Linked DNA regions of Hordeum vulgare: regions 1, 3 and 4 are each linked to region 2. The links are chromatin contacts, called in public Hi-C maps. All regions are on one chromosome and are shown on one strand. The core of a region is the stretch at or near the end of the contact, and the rest is flanking DNA. Distances in the headings are between cores, read along the strand shown. Region 1 holds the start of LOC123407685 (probable aquaporin TIP2-2). Region 2 has its middle 28 kb from the start of LOC123410155. Region 3 has its middle 200 kb from the start of LOC123407080. Region 4 overlaps LOC123407080 (auxin-responsive protein IAA21-like).

Region 1 (4,508 bases), core at 1,665-4,164, 450 kb after region 2:
TGAGAGTTAGCAAGCTCTAAGAAGGTCAACAATGGGGGAAGAACACGAGCTCAACACATGGATAAAATCCAATGGGGAAGAAGACCCCCTTTATATAGTGGGGGAAAGAATCCGACTGTTACCCCCACTCACAGCCTGAGCGGAGCGGTACTACTGCTGCTAGGAGCGGTACTACCACATGGTAGGTTCACCAAGCACGGTAGTAAAAAGTTACTATCGTGCCTACCACTGCGGAGGCAAAAGGATGCGTAAAAAGTCCGACAGAGCGGTAGTATAAAACTACTACCGCCCAGAGAGCGGTACTACCGCCCAGAGAGTGATAGTAAGAAACTACTACCGCTGGCCATTGAAACTGCCATAATTTTTTGCATAAGAGCTCCGAATCGAGCAAACGCAAGCTTGTTGTATTCAGGACGACAACAACTATCCAAACATGCAGTTATGAAAATGCAAATGATATAAAGATGTGAGACCTCTGTGAATGAAGAACCGGCAAAAACTTCCAGCATCGAAAACATCTTAGAAGATGCATATGGACTCCATTTTTGATGGACTCGAGTTTGTCATGAAGATGATCATAAGCTCTAAATCTCCCAAGCAATAACCAAGAAATATGATACAAGGATGCAAATGGTTTGAGATCTCAACGAACGATACGATCAAGCTACTCACTTGAGATCCCCCCCTTGACAGTATGGCAATCTATCCTAAAATAGAAAACCTATCAAGGGAAAGCCTATAGCTTGCACCTAGTCAAGGTTGACAGAATCGCGATTCTGATGTGCGATTCTACGACTTTACGATCCAAACAAGCCCCTCTGATTCTATGATTTTGGTTCATAGAATCTACGTTTTTACGATCGTGATAGTGAAGATTCTACGATTTGCGATCCTGTTGTCGCAGCTCCGATCCGATTCAAAATCGCGATTCTGACAACCTTGCACCTAGTCCTCTTGAGCTAGATGGATGATCTTGGCTTCCTCAAGATGGACAACCTTTCTTGATTGCGTTGGTTTGATGAAGACCAGTTGATTGCTCCCCCATACTTACTATGGGTGAGCCACTCTTCAGCACATCTTCACAAGTCCATTGCCACCACAATGGACGGAAGCTTCAAGCATGATATCTTCGTGATGCTCCACTTGAACTTGCACACCACAATCTTGATGACAATCACCACTTGATGTCATCCTTCATAGGTTGAATGAGATATTCCTCTTGACGCAAACCCATGGAAACACACCTAACCCCACATAGAAGTCTCACGAAGACAATGGGTTAGTACACAAAAGAGTTATGGACAATGCTTACCATACCATGGGATCACTTGATCCCTCTCGGTACATCTTATACACTTTGTGCGTTGATCATCTTGATTTACTCTTTGCTTAGTCTTCATCAACCTTGTGTCTTTATGACCAATATTTGGATAATATCTTGAATACCACCTTGGTCATCATATAAACTCCTTGAAACCAATAGATGGACTTCAAGAAGTGCCTATGGACAAATCCGTCGAATAGAACTTAAGGAAACCATTAGTCCATAGGGATTGTCATCAATTATCAAAACCACATATGGACAAATATGCTCTAATACTCATCGGTAGCCCTCTTCTTGTATATCTCGAGCTATCAGCGCTCCTCGGAGATGACTTGTGGATACAAATAACATAGTTCGGCCATGTACTGATCGTTGGCTCATGCCGCTTTGAGCTATCTAAAGGCCTCCTGGTTCTCCCACTCCCCGCGTCGGGTAAACCACTGGGAGGGGGAGGATCATGTCGACAAACGCAGGGACCTTGCGGTAGCGGAATGGGAAGTTGTTCTTCACCCAACTGTCATAGAGGCTCACCACCTACATGTCGTACCCCGCGCTGCTAGCTCCAACAACATGAAGGATCCAATCCTGTATTGGTAGCCAATATCATAGTCCTTTATTACTGAAATCCGTGTTCTACACGGTCGTTGTCACACGTCATGGTATTTCCTCTTCGATGGCAGGAGAAGGTTGGTGAAGGAGTGAGGGGCGTGGGCTCAGGTCGGTTGCACGGCATGGACTCGTGCGTTGAATTGGCGGTGGTGACCTATGATGGCTAGATCCCACCATTCTGGGTGCCATCGACCGGTTGAAAAAGCCACCGGGGGTACGAGGGTGGTCACAGTGCGGGCGAAAAGGCCCGCGCGTGGGGAGGAGGGGGTGGGTAAGTAGTGGATTTCGACAGCGTTGGAGTGGATGCCGCCGAAGGAGGGGGGCAGAGGCGGGAGGGGGGGGAGGGGGCGGCTAGTTTGGACTTAAACATTTACTCATGTGGCCGATTTTTAGAGATAGGCTAGAGATGCCCTAAGGCCCTGTTTGGAACCACCCAGATTATATAATCTGGTTTTTATAATCTATTGTATTTTCAAACATGACAGTTTATATTGTAGATTTTATAAACTAGATGACCAGATTATTATAATCTCATAATCTGCTCTACCCCAGCTAAAATGAGATTATGAATTACAAATGACGTGTTACCCTTGTAAACTTCAAGAGAATTACGCAGTGCCACCGCCACTTTCCTATTTTTCCTTGTAAACAGAGGGCAAACATGTCATTGTACAATTTAAAAGCTGGTTTATAGTTTATATAATCTAGCCTCCAAACATGCCCATCTGGATTATTTTTATAAACCAGATTATATAATCTATGTTCATAATTCAGATTATCATAATTTATTATGGTTCCAAACAGGGCCTAAGTATCCCTAGTGACATGCACAAAGTTTATATTTGATCTATTTAGTCAAAAATAATATCAAATTTGATCTATGTTATACATGAGCCTAACACCAAAAATAGGCATACATTTATTATTATTTCAAACTGAAGAGCCGCTCAGCCCATCTATAAGAGCTCACGGGCCATGTCTCTGATCCGTATTCTCAGCGACAACATTTCATCTCTCATCCTCCCAGCTTGGTTTTCCGGCCATTCTAGCCACCATGCCAGGCTCCATCGCCTTCGGTCGCTTCGATGACTCCTTCAGCGTGGCCTCTCTGAAGGCCTACGTCGCCGAGTTCATCTCCACCCTCATCTTCGTCTTCGCCGGCGTCGGCTCTGCCATTGCCTACAGTAAGTTCTGTTCAATTACCGCACATGCATGCTCTGCTCGTATGGCTAAACTTGACGATGACGATTACTGGGTGCTAACGAAAAGGTAAAAATTGCAGCCAAGGTGAGCGGCGGCGCGCCCCTTGACCCATCCGGGCTGATTGCCGTGGCGATCTGCCACGGGTTCGGGCTGTTCGTCGCGGTTGCCATCGGCGCCAACATCTCCGGCGGCCACGTGAACCCTGCCGTCACCTTCGGCCTCGCGCTCGGCGGTCAGATCACCATCCTCACCGGCCTCTTCTACTGGGTTGCGCAGCTCCTCGGTGCCATCGTCGGCGCCTTCCTCGTCCAGTTCTGCACCGGCGTGGTACGTATCCTCAGCCCATATATATTGGTGCGCTTTCCGGCCGGAGGAGCACGAAAGAGGATGACACTGATGGGGACCGTTTTCTTCCATAGGCGACCCCTACACACGGGCTTTCCGGCGTGGGCGCTTTTGAGGGCGTGGTGATGGAGATCATCGTCACCTTCGGGCTCGTCTACACCGTGTACGCCACCGCCGCCGACCCCAAGAAGGGATCCCTCGGCACCATCGCCCCCATCGCCATCGGCTTCATCGTCGGGGCCAACATCCTCGTTGCCGGCCCCTTCTCCGGCGGTTCCATGAACCCTGCACGCTCATTCGGCCCCGCCGTTGCCAGCGGCGACTTCACCAATATCTGGATCTACTGGGCCGGCCCGCTCATCGGCGGTGGCCTCGCCGGCATCGTCTACCGGTACCTGTACATGTGCGACAACCACACCCCCGTCGCCAGCAACGACTACTAAGCCATCCATGTGAAGGGTCGTTCGGTGTTTGGTTTCCATGATGCCTTCGGCAACATAAAAAAGTGCGTGCGTGGTGGTCAGAATGTCTCGATGATGTGAAGAACGTCATGTTGTTTGGTTCAGATCGAAGCCCAGTAAAGTTGTAGCACTTGGATGATGCATGCTTCTCTATCTGTAATATAATGTGATGTTGTGAAGTTGTTGGGGTTTGAGAATTCTTCAGTTGAGTTTCCTTATGCGATTCAATAAGAACATCACTGTTTAGTGCATTCAAGGCCAAGTTGTGATCCTTTTCTGTTTGTGATATTTTTTTCTCGAATTTTCTCTGTTTGAGTTATGAGTTATCGCCGGTATATCGATCTAGAACTACTCCAGTACATTTTTTTTTTCATCACGATACTGCGTTCTAGTGATTTTTCCTTTAGATATTATTAAAAAAATTCTTCAGACATGAATGAGAAACCACAGCAAGAAGTTCATGCCTAGCTCTTCTCTATCATTAATCATCTGATAAGAACAACTAGCCCAGTGTAGTGTCACATTCTCCCGCAACAAAATGAAGGACACCCAGTTACAGTAACACG
Region 2 (5,042 bases), core at 2,284-4,783:
ATATTTTTATACAAGAAAAATGTCACCATTTCCAATTACAGTAGTCTAAATTTAATAGAAATAAAATACAATATAATATACAAATGTTCAACACTTACTTAAATAAAAAGGTAAAAAAATGAAAGTCTCAAAATATATAACTCAAATATACAAAAAATAATTATTTTTTAATCAATTCAGAATAAATAATTACAAATAAAAGTAATTCAAAAAATAGACTACATATCATATAATGTTGATATCACAGCACATGACACGCCACAGGTAAACATAATAGTGCTGGTGTTTGATGTTATGCAACGTCATCACTATATGACACCTTGTACCAATTGTGAGTCCCACATACAAGTGACGTTTAACTATTTTCAATTGCCATCACTATGGTCTTAGTGATGTGATGCCAAAGAAGTCAACGCCATTCTTTATCAATTTGCACTGTTTTCCTTTTTTTGCACTTGTTTCTTTGCTTTTCTTATCATTTTCTATTTTTACTTTGGTTTTCTTTAAGGTTTTCATAGATTTTGTCATTTACTTTTGGTCTTCATTCTATATTTGTTGTATCCGTCAAGTTTTTTTTTTCTGAATTACATTTTATACACATTTATTTAGTACAAAGTTATTTTTTTTCTGGACATTCTAAACATTTTTAAATGCTTGATTAACATTTTTTAAAGTACAAGATTAGTAATTTTGTAAATACATGGCCAACATATTTTCTATACACATTTTAACATATTTCAAATGCTTGGTCAAAATTATTCAAATACAAGATTAACATATATTAAATACATAGTCAACATTTTTCCTATACACATTTGCAAATGCTTTATTAGTAATTTTCAAAAACAAGATTAATATTTCATTAATACATGGTTAACAGTTCTTTTATACCGATCTCACATTTATTTTCAATTTCTTGATTAACATTTTTTCAAATGCAAGATTAACATTTTTTGATTACATGTTCAACATTTTTGTAGACACATTTAGCATTTTTCAATTGCTTATTTAACATTTTAGAAATACATGATCAACTTTTTTCACACATCTTGTATATTTATTCGTATATATTATTGGTATAAACGAGATTTTATTTTCTATACACATTTAACCTTTGTCAAACACTTGATTATCATTTGTTTCAGATGTTCCTTAAATACATGATCAATGTTTTCACACATTTTGTATATTGTTTCGTATACATTTCTGGTATACAAAAGAAACATTTTTTGTATACATATTTAACATTTTTGAAATGCTTGATTAACATTTTTTTTAATGTTTTATTGAAAGTGTTTTCCAATACATTTTATATGGAATATTTGGGAGCACAAACAAGGTAAAAAAGGAAGGATACAAAGAAAATATAAAATATAAAATTATATGAAAAAACGAGATTATGGCCTCGCGCGCACCTAGGCCGTCCATCATGCGAGGAGCCTGACACGAGGATTCCCTAGGTCTCGCTATAGGGCACCTTAAGCGCAGGTTGTGGTTGTTGGCACCCATGCGCCCCACTCGTAGGCTAAGGCCAGCCCAAAAAGAAGTGACTGCAAAAAAGTTCATGAATTTAAAAAAGAAATGAATTTGAAAAAAGTTCATCGAATTTGTAAAACTTTTTACAAAAACTTAGGAAGTCTCATCGATTTTAAAAAGAATTTCATAATGTTTGAAAAAGTTAATTTAATTCAGAAATTTTCATTCAACATAAAAAAATTAATCGATTTTGGAAAAAATGTTCATTAGAATTTTGAGAGTTCATCAATTAGTAAAAATATTTGATTTGAATAAATGCTCAATGCTTTTGAAAAAGTTCATCCATTATGAAAAAGTGAAAAAATGAAAATAAAAATAAAAATAGTAACAGTAAAGAAAATAATGAAAAGACGGTCTAGATAAAAACCACAACAAAAAATAAAAATGAAATTAAACGGTCTTGGATCTTCCCCAAGCTTCCCAAAACCGGAGCAAAATTCACATTGCGCTCCAAGAATTCACATTTTTCAAATTCCAAAACATTTTTCATATTTTCGAACCATTTTTTTGAAAAATTGGAAGTATTTTTTTAAATTTCGGAACATTTTCTAAATTCTGGAACATTATTTCAAATCCAAACATTTTTTCGAATTCTGCAACATTCCTTAAATTTCTAAACATTTCTTAAATTGTGGAACATTTTTCGAATTTCCAAAAACAATTCAAATTCGAAAACATTGTTTTAAAATTCCTAAAGATTTTTTCAAATTTTAGAACATTTTTTCAAAAATCCAGAACATTTATAAGACAGAAATAAAAAAAATAAACAGAAAAAGAAAAGATTAACCAGTTTAGGAAATCTTCTAGAAAGTTCCCAAAACTGGAAAAAACCGATTAAAAACCTCTAAGGTCCGGCCCATTACCAAATGATGGCTGGGTGCCCAGTGCGAAGCCTCGACACGGCGACTCTGAGAGTATCAAATAGGAATTTCCGTAAGTCAGGGTATATCTTATTAGGCACTGCAGGCGTCGAGTAATATGCATTTTTTTAACCTTCGCCTGCAGCGTTCGGTCATGGGTTGGCCCATGTAAATATGGAAGTTTTTCGTTTTTGTGAAACTTCTGGAACCTTCCTAGATGTATTATTTTTATTTAGGTTTTTTCAGGAATGGTTTTTCTCTTTTTCCTTTTTTGTTTCTTTTCTTTACTCTTTTTATTACTTTTTGTTTCCATTTCGCTTTTAATATAAATTTCCATTTAAAAGAAATCACAACCTTTTTTTATTTATATTTTACAAACGAACAAGCATTTTTCAAAATCAATGAACTTTTGCAAAATTTTACCAATTTTTTATTGAAATTGTATGAACTTTTTTGATGACTAATGAACTTTTCTAATTATTGATGAACTTTTTTCAAATTTGATGATTTGTTTTTGAAATGAATGTACTCTTTTAAAAATTGATGACACTTTTAAAAATTTGTGAACTTTTTTTGAATTCAACGAACTTTTTCGAAACATATATGATTTATTTTTTATTTTTTATGAATTGTTTTCGAATTTAGTGAACTTTTGAAAAATTGATATTTCTTTGTAAATTCGGTGACCTTTTTTTTGTATATTCTATGGACGTTTTCCAAACTTTATGACATTTTCTTCAAATTTGATAATTTTTTTCAGAATGTAGTGATTTTTTGGGTCAAATTTGATGACTGCTTTTCAAATTCAATAAGCATGTTTCTGTTTCTGTTTTTCTGAACAACTTTTTCGAATGGTTAAACATTTTTTCCGAAATATTTGACGAATTTTCATATTTTTGTGAACTAATGTTCATATTGAAGATATTTCTTTTAGTTGCATGAATATTTTTTATTTACATAATTTTGAAATAATAATTTAAAAGGTAACGGTTGACCAATTGATCAACCGCGATAATTTGATATTTTAGAAATTCAATAACTGATATATGGGATCGAGCGACCACCTTTTTATTGGGCCGGCCCAGCATGGGGCGCCTGAATGGGTGCGTGCAGCACCATATAGGAGCGACATTTCCTATTCAGCGCTGCACGCGTCGGTTTCTTTGCTATTCAGCGCTTTACGCGCCTGTAGCCACGCTAACTGGCCTCAGCCCACTTACATTCGCATGTCCATTCAAAAATTAGAACGTGGTAAGATTCGAACCAAGGAGCTCCTGGTCCAGTGCGGATGCTTAGATGCGTCATTGTTTTCCTTATCATCGTTTCTTCCGTTTTCTTGTTTCTTCATTTTCCTTTTTACTTTTTTCTGTTTTCTGTTTTCGTTTTATTTTCTTTTGAATTTTCCTTCTTTATTAGTCGTTTATTTTTTTAATCCATCAACAATTTTTAAAAATTGGCAAACTTTTTCTTAATTCATAGAACTTTTTTCAAATTTCATAAACTTTGTTTCCAAATTTGATGAACATTTTCAAATACAATGAACTTTAAAAACAAACTGATGAACATTTTTCAAAATGGATGATTTTTCCTTCAAATTTGAGAACTTTTTTTCAAATGGTGAACTATTTTCAATCTTGATGAACTTTTTCAAAATTCCAATGAACTTTTTCTGAAAATTTGTTGAAATTTTTAGAAAAGTTGATGAACTTTTCTAAAAATCCACTTAACTTTTTCAAATTGATGAACTTTTTTCAGATTCGATGAACATTTCTTAAAAATCGATGAACTTTTATTTGAAATCCGCTGAACTTTTTTCAAATTGATGATCTTTTTTCAGATTCAATGAACTTTTTGAAAAAATTGATGATTTTTTTAAAATCCGCTGAGCTTTTTTCAAATTCGATGAATAGTTGTCAAAATTGACAAACTTTTCTCAAATTTGATGTTTTTTTTGAAATTGATGAACTTTTCTCAAATTCAATGAACTTTTTTTGAAATTGATGAAATTTTCTCAAATTCGATTAACTTTTTTCTAGTTTGTGATTTTTTCTTCGAAAATTATGAATATTTTTAAATTTATATTTTTTATTCAATTACGTAAAAAAACTAAGTGATAGCGTAGACGAAATAGCACTGCCTCATTGTTTTTATAAAGTTGGAGCTACTAGCGATCCCAATATTCTAGTTGCTGTAGTGGTTAGTTGATCTTCTCTTGTACCTAAAGACCTGAGTTGAAATCTTGGCAATGGTCTAACTTTTTATGTTGTTTTCGACCTATTATAGGTGCCTTTGACGCGGGTTCCTGGGCCTGCCCATCAGGTGGTTCGCGCGGGCGCCAGGTAGCTCTTTCGGGCGCTTAAGGCGCCTTACAGGAGTTCTCTATAGGAGCACCCTTAAGTGGGGCTGAGAGATTTATCCAGTTTTTTAATTATGTATTGAGGAGTTTATTCAGTTTTTTAATTACTAGCAAAAGGGACCGTGCGTTGCAACGGAAGAAAAAATACCACACGTTTTAGTTTTTTTATAATTATTTTGATTTATTAAAATAATAAGCTAATTAACTAATGTAGTCAGTCCTATCCTATTTTGTTGAGAAATCAACCCGTCCATTGTTAATTCCACCATGATGAGAAATTGAGCGGGACA
Region 3 (4,536 bases), core at 1,620-4,119, 500 kb before region 2:
TTTCATACATGTACGTAGAAACTTCAATTACCAAGCTGATGATCTTGCTAAATTTGCTTGTAACCCACTAATAGATAGACACGTTTGGTTGTGCAATCCTCCCTCCAAGCTCTTGTACCCATGACTGTTGCTTTGGATAAATAAAGTGAGCGCGATTTTCTTTAAAAAAATAATCTTTTATAGGCAAGGCATAGACGCGCCTCATATGTGTCGCGTGTTGTAACCATATCACGCGTTCACTAGTGGGGCGGTCAATCAAGCGTTGCTAGGCGTTTTCCTAGGAGCGGATTTAGGACTTCATGGAGCTTCTCTCCATTTTTGGAAGCTTCCCGTTCAATATTTTTCCTTCTTATTTGTTGGTTTCTTTGTTTCTATCTGTTTTGTGGGTTTATTATGATTTTTATATTCTTCTTTTATTTTACATTTCCAACTTGAGAAATTGATTTAAATTTCGTGCATTTTTTTAATTCACAAAGTTTTTAGGAAATTTACATGGACTTATTTCAAATTTCCAACAATATTTGAATCCGCACATATTTTTAAAATTAGGAGTACTTTATGAATTAAACAAAAAAATTGAGAAAGTGAACATTTTCTAAAAAAATATTAGATAATTTCCAACTCTCTGCATTTTTGCCAACACTTCTTGAATATGTAAACTTTTTTTTCAATTCTCTGACGAGTTCTCATTTATGGTTTGTTTTTAGTTTCCAAAGTTTATTGAATTTTGAATTTATTTTCAGAATTATACAATTGTTTTTGGAAAATTCACGAGCACTAGTTGAATTAGGGAACTTTTTAAAGTCAAATTTTTTAATTCCATGAAGTTCTTTGAATTTACGGATATGTTTTTATTTCATGAACATTTTTTAAATTTTCCCCTTGTTTATTGTTGAATTTGAGCGAGCAAAAAAAAGGCGAGCAAAAAAAAGGCGAGCAGAAAAAACCGAAACAACCCACTTTGTACCGCTGATGTGCGTTATACTCCCTCCGTCCGGAATTACTTGTCGCACAAATTTATAAAATAGATGTATCTAGAACTAAAATACATCTAGATGCATCCATTACTGTGATAAGTATTTTCGGACGGAGGGAGTATATCACAACCCACGGGAATAGGAGGAGGCAAATCCTATTTGTCGCTGCAGGCGCCGGTTAAAGTGCATTTTTCTTGACCGGCGCCTGCTGCGCCGGCCATGGGCCGGCCCAGTGTGAGGACAGTTTTACAGGAATTTTTTCATTTATTTTAAGACTTGTTTTCTTTAGTTTTCATTTTTTTCTTGTTTCTTTTATTTACTCTTTTTATTATTTTTTCCATTTAAATTTTCCTTTTTTTTCGAAAAAGTGTAGCCTTGTTTTTATTAATTGTTTTCCAAATTCATGAATTAGTTTTCAAAATTCATGAACTTTTTTGAATATTGGTGAACTTTTTCCAACTTTTTAAGATTTGTTTTTGAAATTTCATGATTTTTTTTAAATGCATGAACTTTTTAAAAAATTGATGATTTGCTTTACGGTTTGTGAACTTTTTTTCAGTTCGACGAAATTTTTTTGAAAATATTTTTCAATTCATGAACTAAACTTAAAAATATGTGAAGTTTTTAAAAATTGTGAACTTTTTTTGGAGCACAGTGAATTTTTTCAAATTGATGGACTTTTATTACGAAATTTATGAACCATTTTCGCTTTTATGAACTTTTTGTGTTCATTTTTATTCATTTTTGTTTTTTCTTGCAGAAAAATCAGCATTGGAACGGCCCATTTTGTAGGGCCTATAGGCGCTGGTTCTCCTAGCCGGCTCTTAAGGCGCCGACTAGGAGCTCCCATAGCAGGAGGTAGCTGCACTGATTCCTATTTGGCATCAGGGTCCTAACACGTCTCACCGGAAGGATATGGTAGCTGCACTTGAATTTTTTGGTAGTCTAATCTATTTTTCACTATTTGGCATCAGGTTTTTCTTTACTTTTTCCCTCTTCCATTTAAGTTTTCCTTTGGTTTTCTTCAGTTTTTATTCAATACGTGTTTAACTTTTTTTATACATAATTTACACTTTTTTTGTAGATCGGGAAAATTTTCATGTTCATTTCACATATTCAAATACATGATCAACATGTTTTTCAAATATATGTTTTACTACCACTTTCATCCACAATGTACATTTATTTATGCATCTAAACCAATTTTAATATATGTTTAACATTTTCCAAATAAATAATTAACAATTTTGAAAACAAATGGTTTGAAATTTATTGTAATAAGTTTTAAACATTTTGTTTTCAAGCACACGTTGAAACTTTGCTTTTAACAATATAAAACCTTTTTTAAAACTACACGAAGGATTATTAACATTAGAGACTAAGCCATAGCCTAGTTGTGGAAAGCGGATGATGCATTCCCACCTATCCAAGTTAAAGACATGGTACTTGAAATCTGGGTTTAGTAGACCAATTATACTGTAGGGGACTCCCATAAAGTCTTTCTGTCAAAAAAACATTATTTATAGCATATATACTTTTTCAAATGCCACGTATACTTTTTGAAACGCTTAATATTTTTCGAAATGTCACAACCATTTTTATGATGTCACCAACATTTTCGTAAATTTCATTAACAAAATTTTAACACTGCTTTCATATTTTTGAAGTTTGTGGTTTTAAGTATTGAAATAGATGTATTTGGAGGGTTTTTTAAACATAAACTAAAGTAAAAGATCAAGCATATGATTGAATAGAAAAACATAAAGTAAAAACTAACCAACTAGGAAGTTGAGTTAGCCCAATACTAATGGGTGGGAGGCACTCCTTCAGTCGACACCTATGTTCGGTCTCGCATGAAGTCATATAAGTTTTAACCAACCTATTCAGCGTGCGGGATCGCACACCTAGTTGGAATATCCTATTCGTCACTCTCTGTGAAGCTGGGTCGTGGCTTCGCACACAGCGGGAAAGTAAGCGATTTTAAATGGGCTGGTCCATTTATTGGGTTGAAGCGCTCCGGTTTTGGGAACCTTCCAGCCTTTTTTTCTGTTTTTTGGAAAATTTCTAGAAGTTTTCATAAACTGGTTTGTTTCTCTTTTTTTTTTAATCATTTTCTGCTTTTTTTCTTTTCTGTTTGTGTTTCAAAAATTGTTTTAGATTTCAAAAAATGTTTTTGGATTTTCAAAAACATTTCTAAAATTTTTTAAATGCCTTAAATTTTACATTATGTTATGTATTTTCCAAAAACTGATCGCGGTTTCAAGTTTTGTTCTTAAGATTCAAATTTATTCTTGGTTTCAAAATTTGTTCTTAAGATTGAAAAATGTTCGTTCTTTAAAAAATTGTTTGCGTTTCCAAATTTGTTCAGCAATTTTCAAAATTGTTCTAGGTTTTAAAATTTGTTCCCAAGATTCAAAAAATGTTTGTGATTTCATAAATTGTTCGCATTTCCAAATTTCTTCGGGCTTTTTAAAAAAAAATTCACTATTAGAAGTTTCGTTCTCAAGATTCAAAAAATGCCCCTGCTTTTAAAACTTGTTCGCGCTACCAAATTTGTTCAGGATTTTTCTAAATTGTTCTCCTATTCCAAATTTGTTCTCAAGTTTCAATAAATGTCTGTGCTTTAAAAAAATGCGATTTCAAATTGATTGGGGGTTTTTCAAAATTGTTCTCGTTTTCAAAATTTTGTTCTCCAGATTCAAGAAATGTTCGTGTTTTAAAAAATTGTTCGTGTTTCGAAATTTGTTCAGGGTTTTCCAAAATTGTTCTCGGTTTCAAAATTTGTTCTCAAGATTCATGTAATGTTTGTGCTTCAAAAATTTGTTCACGCTTTCAAATTTGTTTGGTGTTTTTCAAAATTTTCTCCGTTTCAATTCTTTTTCGCAAGATATAAAAAATATTCGTGCTTTCAAAGTTTTTTTAAATTTCGAATGTTCTTTCTTTTTGAAAAAATCCAAATTTTAAAAATTGTTCTTGGCTTCAAATTTTGCTCTCAAGATTCAAAAAATATTGGTTATTTAAAAGTTTTCGTAAATTTCGAATGTTCTTTGTTTATAAGAAAAATCAAAAAAAAATAAAAAAATATTATTATTCAAACTTGGTTCATAAATTCTAAAACTGCTCTGGTTTTCAGAAAATGTTCTTCAAATTGAAAAAATGCTTTTGCTTTAAATACAAAAAGGAACAAAACGAACCAAAAACGGAAAAAGGAAAAAAATTGCAGAAAAGGAAAAAATAAACAGAAAAAGTAAAAAAATAATAGATTTTTGAAACGAAAAGAAAACTTGGCTGGGCCAGTTGGGGCCTACCCCTGTGCGTGGCAGCGTTCTCTGCCGCACAATGCGGTAGGTAGGAGCTCCCCTCAAGTACATTTTTTGGGACGGGCCGACTAGCATTTTACGGACGGTATTGCTGTCTAGAACCTTTCCGGCCCATTTTTTGCCTTTTCCTGTCTTTTCTGGACTTTTTATATTTTTTTCTCTCCTTTCTTTTTTTATTTTAGTTTTTATCATGTCATCAAAATTTTAATGGGTCGCGATAACGTCCACACGTATGGTGG
Region 4 (4,493 bases), core at 1,495-3,994, 290 kb before region 2:
TAATCTATATAGCCATTTGCTAAGCAAACATTTGTTTTTCACTTCTAGATTCTCAATGCCCAAACCCCCCTGATCTTTAGGAGAGCATATAATATCCCACCGAGCTAATCTGTATTTCTTCCTAGCTTCATCATTTTGCCAGAAAAACCGAGATCTGTAAAAGTCTAGTCTTTTTCGTACCCCTACTGGTATTTCAAAGAAAGACAATAGAAACATAGGTAAGCTTGTTAACACCGAGTTAATTAAGACAAGCCTCCCTCCATATGACATTAGTTTGCCCTTCCAGCAGCTTAATTTTTTCTCAATTCTTTCTTCGATACATTTCCATTCTTTATTTGTGAGACGCCTATGATGAATAGGTATTCCGAGGTAGCTAAACGGAAGTGATCCTAGTTCACAACCAAATAGCTGTCTATACGCGTGTTGCTCTTCTTTTGCCTTTCCAAAGCATAAGATTTCGCTTTTGTTAAAGTTAATTTTGAGCCCTGATAATTGTTCAAATGTCGTCAGGATTACATAACATAGTTTGTGCTGACTTCAGTCTTAGAAACATCATTGATTTTACCTGTGAGGTCTGTAGAAATGAGTTCGCATGGTAATAACACTATTGTCCCATGTCATTAGAAGCCTTAGTTGGACTTCTTTTCAGTTTTCACAGATATGTTCCCATGAATGCTAATTTCAGTATTACTCTTTTGCAAATGTTCTTTGAGAGGGCTTTACTTGCATACCATGTGTTCCTGGTTTCTGCAGGTCATGGTGAATCGACTGAAAAATCAGGAAGAGACGGACTATCTGATTGCCGACTGATGGATCTTAAAAGCGGGACTGAACTTGTCCTCACTTATGAGGATAAGGATGGTGATTGGATGTTGGTTGGAGATGTTCCATGGCGGTGAGTTTTGAGTAATATGGATATACATAAATTATGTACTAGCAATACATAATCCGCAGCAATATTGATGATTTTCGTCTGTATTTGCAATCATCTGATTAGCGATTTTTTTTGCACTTCCTATATTCTTCATATGCATACACCCTTGTCCATTGTGTCTTAAGTATTTTTATGAAGTGACAAAGTTTAATACGGTAATACATTTGATTTACTACTTTAAAGTCTCATCTGGGGCTATTGATTTAGATGGTTACTGAAAATTCATATCTCCCTCCTAGTGAAGATTTGCTAATTTCTTTTGCTCAACATATGAAATAATTTTGTAGAAAAAATGGGAATGGTGCACTTTTTTCAAGATTGGGGAGGGGGGATCATTTTTCACATTCGCACGCGAAAGAGAATGGCAGCCCCATACAAGGACTCAACCCTAAGCGGTCATTAAAGGGTCGAACAGGAAACAATTTTAGACATTCCAGTGGGTTCTTGATTTGTACAAGTTTTGTGAGACTGAAAAAATGTTAAGAGAATCAGTTCTTGATTCCATCCAGCCATGTTGTTTTAGCTTATTTTCCATATTAGTCTCCCACGTCATTGCAATGCCTGGCCCGCCAAGATTTTGCATATCCAATGAGTTCCGGAGCTTGATCCAGAATTCATTTTCTCCATAAAAAAGCCACCTGACCGGTAACATATTCATTTTGCTGTATCACAGGATGTTCACAGACAGCTGCAGGAGGATGAGGATCATGAAGGGGTCAGATGCAGTGGGCCTTGGTAAGCACTGAAAAATATGTGGTAGAATACAAAATCGTTGCCTGTGTTCATGAGTTTTCCCATGGAATGGAAGGCTGGCAGAGAATCTACTGTTTGCAGTGCTTGATTCTATATACTGCTAGAAGGATAAAGATAAATTTGGATGAAGTAGGTTAGGTATTATTAACTGTGGGACCTAAATATCTATGTTTCGTAATGGATCTGGGCATATGGCACGCACGGGGTGCTTGTATATGAGGAAACATTGTCTTCTATATTTACCACTGTTAGCATGACTAATTGTTTTTGCTTAATTCACCAAACTTGTAACATGAGAAATTATTTGTGTTTTTCAGCTCCGAGGGCCACCGAGAAGAGCAAGAACGAGAAGTAGCAAAAACGACGAACCCGATCTGTTTCCTGCGGTCGCATCGTACAAGGGTGATGGACCTTATGTGTGAGAAAGGGATTTATATATAACCTACGTGTATTCTCTTTATTATTTCCTTCTATCTATCTGTGTTCGTTCGGAACAAGCATGTTAGATCGTGTAAGTTGATGTGTGTGTGTATCTACTACACTACTTTACTTTGATTCGGTCGCGTGTGTTGTATGTAGTTTCCGCTGTAAATCGGTGTGCTATGCTTGTACCTCAAACTCGTGCTTTCTGGAGTTCGGGCTGTCTGCTTGCATCCATCTGTGTGTTTGGCGAGCCATGAGAACAACGTTGCTTTCACCTGTGATCATTTCCGGAGCACTCTTTGGTTGCTGGAATGGTCATTTTGTGCACGCAGAACCGTCGAAAAGCCGATGATTCTCGGTTGTCTGGTGGTTGGAAGATCACATCAGGCCGTCATAATCTTCTCCTGTTTCTGTTTCTGTTTCTGTTCCACAAGGGAACTGCACTTGCTTGCCTCGGTTAGTAACTGCCGCTGTACATCGGAATGAAAACCCAGCCGGAGCAAGCAGCAGCAGTGGTAGCTGGTCCAGATTCCTTTTGGCGTGTGGTCTTCTCTTCCTCTGTAACTGTATGTATCTTCATGCGCTGCAAGGTGAATTCAATCAGTGCTTTGGTTAGTAGTGCGGGCCTCCCCTTCCATGGCCGGCCATGGCCATGGGCGTTGGTGTTGTTGTTGTTGTTATCCTTTTCCTGGCGCCATCATGTTGTCCACGTAAAGGCGGGAGAGGCTTCCTCGCAATCATTCGTTTTCACCCATCATCATGAGGGAAAGAAGACGGAGCGGAAGCTAAAGCGTCGAGATTGCCGCGAATTTAGGCTTTTTTCCCCAATTTTAATTTTCAGTTGATTATGCTTTGTTATGGTGCCTGGCTCATGCTCATCTTAATTAGCAGCTGTGGGGTTTGGTTTATTACTTATTAGCAGCGGGCGTGTGACCAATTATGTTGTGGCGCACTGGAATATTGCTCCTTTCCGTTCCATGGGGTGTTGCTTGATGATGGATACATGGACGCGTCGTACTGTAGTTGCGTGCCCTTTCACTCCGGGAAACAGGAGATGCGATGCTTATGCTTGATGTCTGCTTCTTCTCTGTCATGCTTGTTGCATTGCATGCACGTTGATGCTGCCATTGGCCTAATTGATCGTGCGGGAACCTTGCGTCGGCATAATTGACCTTGCCTGGGCTAGGCTGGGCTAGGCCAGGGTAGGGGTAATCTAGGCTGGGAATGATATCTCCCTCCTCTAGCTAGCTAAGCTAAGCTAAGCCAGCGTTGTGGTGTGGTGTGGTGTGGGTTACTGGAGTGGATAGAAGCCGTGGTTTGTTCTGATTCCTCAGCAACTGCGCGGGTGGTTGCCCAGCTCGGCCCATCGCACTCGCCTTCGCCTTTTGGCTGGCTTGGCTGGTCCTCCATCGGCCTGCGCTTTGTCTGCTGCCCGCTTTTTATGTTCGTTGCTGCCACTAGAGCGTAGACAGTAGAGAGTACTAGCTAGCCCATTTCCTCCAGCAGCCTCGCTGAACAATTTGTGCAACGTGTAACGTGAGCTGCTCGTCCCTGCTCACGCTGATCCGATCTCGTGTGGTCGTGTCAGGAAGCACAAGGTGCATGCTCAGATCGCTCCATCGCAATCTCCTGAACAGAAACGAAACCCCCCAAAAAAATGCACTTCAGACCCGGTTTTCTTCTCCGTCAGCCGCGCCGTACGCGTTCATGACATGCCATGTGACTGTGCGAGCATGCAAGCCGCGGTTTTCGTGGGCGGGTTTGAGGTGCTTGTTGTGGCCAGCTTTGTTCGTAACAGGTGCAATGATCCTCTGCTTTAGCCGCGGCCGATGCAGTGATGGCGGGGGAGAACATCTGCATCATCATCGGCCGATGCCGCCGTGTGTGTCTCTCCGCGAACATCTGCGGCGTGTGTGCAATCTGCCTGCCTCCCCCGGCCTCTCTCCGCGCTGCTTTTGTTGGTGTCCAAGCAACCAAAGCCCATCGGTGGACGACCACAGCTTGCGTGCGTGCGTGCGTGCAATCAACACACATGCCTTGTACGTTGGTCGTGCGCGCAGCCACAGCATGATGACCAGGGGTGGATTAGCGCGTCGTCAACTACTTCTCCTTTCCGAGACATCACTACTTTGACAAAATTGTGTTCATGACTGACTCGGCGTCTCCTTACGCCCGTGGCTCCACGGCGACTCCCTCGACGTCGGCTACCCCGATTCAACATCAACCACGGCGTTCTTCACGTGGCTACCTCGATCACGGATACATCATCCTATGCTCTCGGCTACCTCGACGTCGGCACAAAGGGCTAGCGCCTTGCTTGAGTAACCTCGTTGGTTTTCACTCCATCCACAACTTCCGTGATGCATCGACCGTTACGACCGTG

What was found. A called contact is a pair of places that touch in the nucleus more often than the background predicts.
Region 1: a Hi-C map of leaf shows a contact between it and region 2, with 6 times the contacts expected there. The contact joins the promoter of LOC123407685 here to the enhancer-like site in region 2. A contact is called at or near these places in 3 of 6 Hi-C or Micro-C datasets (leaf and seedling).
Region 3: a Hi-C map of seedling shows a contact between it and region 2, with 7 times the contacts expected there. The contact joins two enhancer-like sites. A contact is called at or near these places in 3 of 6 Hi-C or Micro-C datasets (leaf and seedling).
Region 4: a contact with region 2 is called in a Hi-C map of seedling, with 4 times the contacts expected there. The contact joins two enhancer-like sites. A contact is called at or near these places in 2 of 6 Hi-C or Micro-C datasets (leaf and seedling).

Annotation. Positions count from the first base shown.
Region 1 is chr7H:471,339,429-471,343,936 of MorexV3_pseudomolecules_assembly, forward strand. It overlaps LOC123407685 (probable aquaporin TIP2-2), which reads left to right and starts at 2,915. Exons shown (of 3, transcript XM_045100872.1): 1 at 2,915-3,117; 2 at 3,216-3,463; 3 at 3,556-4,193. The coding sequence starts at 2,988. The coding sequence ends at 3,924.
Region 2 is chr7H:470,885,343-470,890,384 of MorexV3_pseudomolecules_assembly, forward strand. No RefSeq gene overlaps it. Among protein-coding and RNA genes, the nearest start is that of LOC123410155, 28 kb to the left of the region's middle. Within about 2 kb of position 3,534, at least 3 of the 3 cell types and tissues checked have open chromatin away from gene starts, as enhancers often do. A contact at or near this core is called in leaf and seedling, where this site is marked.
Region 3 is chr7H:470,389,757-470,394,292 of MorexV3_pseudomolecules_assembly, forward strand. No RefSeq gene overlaps it. Among protein-coding and RNA genes, the nearest start is that of LOC123407080, 200 kb to the right of the region's middle. Within about 2 kb of position 2,870, at least 1 of the 3 cell types and tissues checked has open chromatin away from gene starts, as enhancers often do. A contact at or near this core is called in seedling, where this site is marked.
Region 4 is chr7H:470,598,392-470,602,884 of MorexV3_pseudomolecules_assembly, forward strand. It overlaps LOC123407080 (auxin-responsive protein IAA21-like), which reads left to right. Exons shown (of 5, transcript XM_045100120.1): 3 at 754-895; 4 at 1,608-1,669; 5 at 2,005-2,342. The coding sequence ends at 2,042. Among protein-coding and RNA genes, the nearest start is that of LOC123407080, 5.3 kb to the left of the region's middle. Within about 2 kb of position 2,745, at least 3 of the 3 cell types and tissues checked have open chromatin away from gene starts, as enhancers often do. A contact at or near this core is called in leaf and seedling, where this site is marked.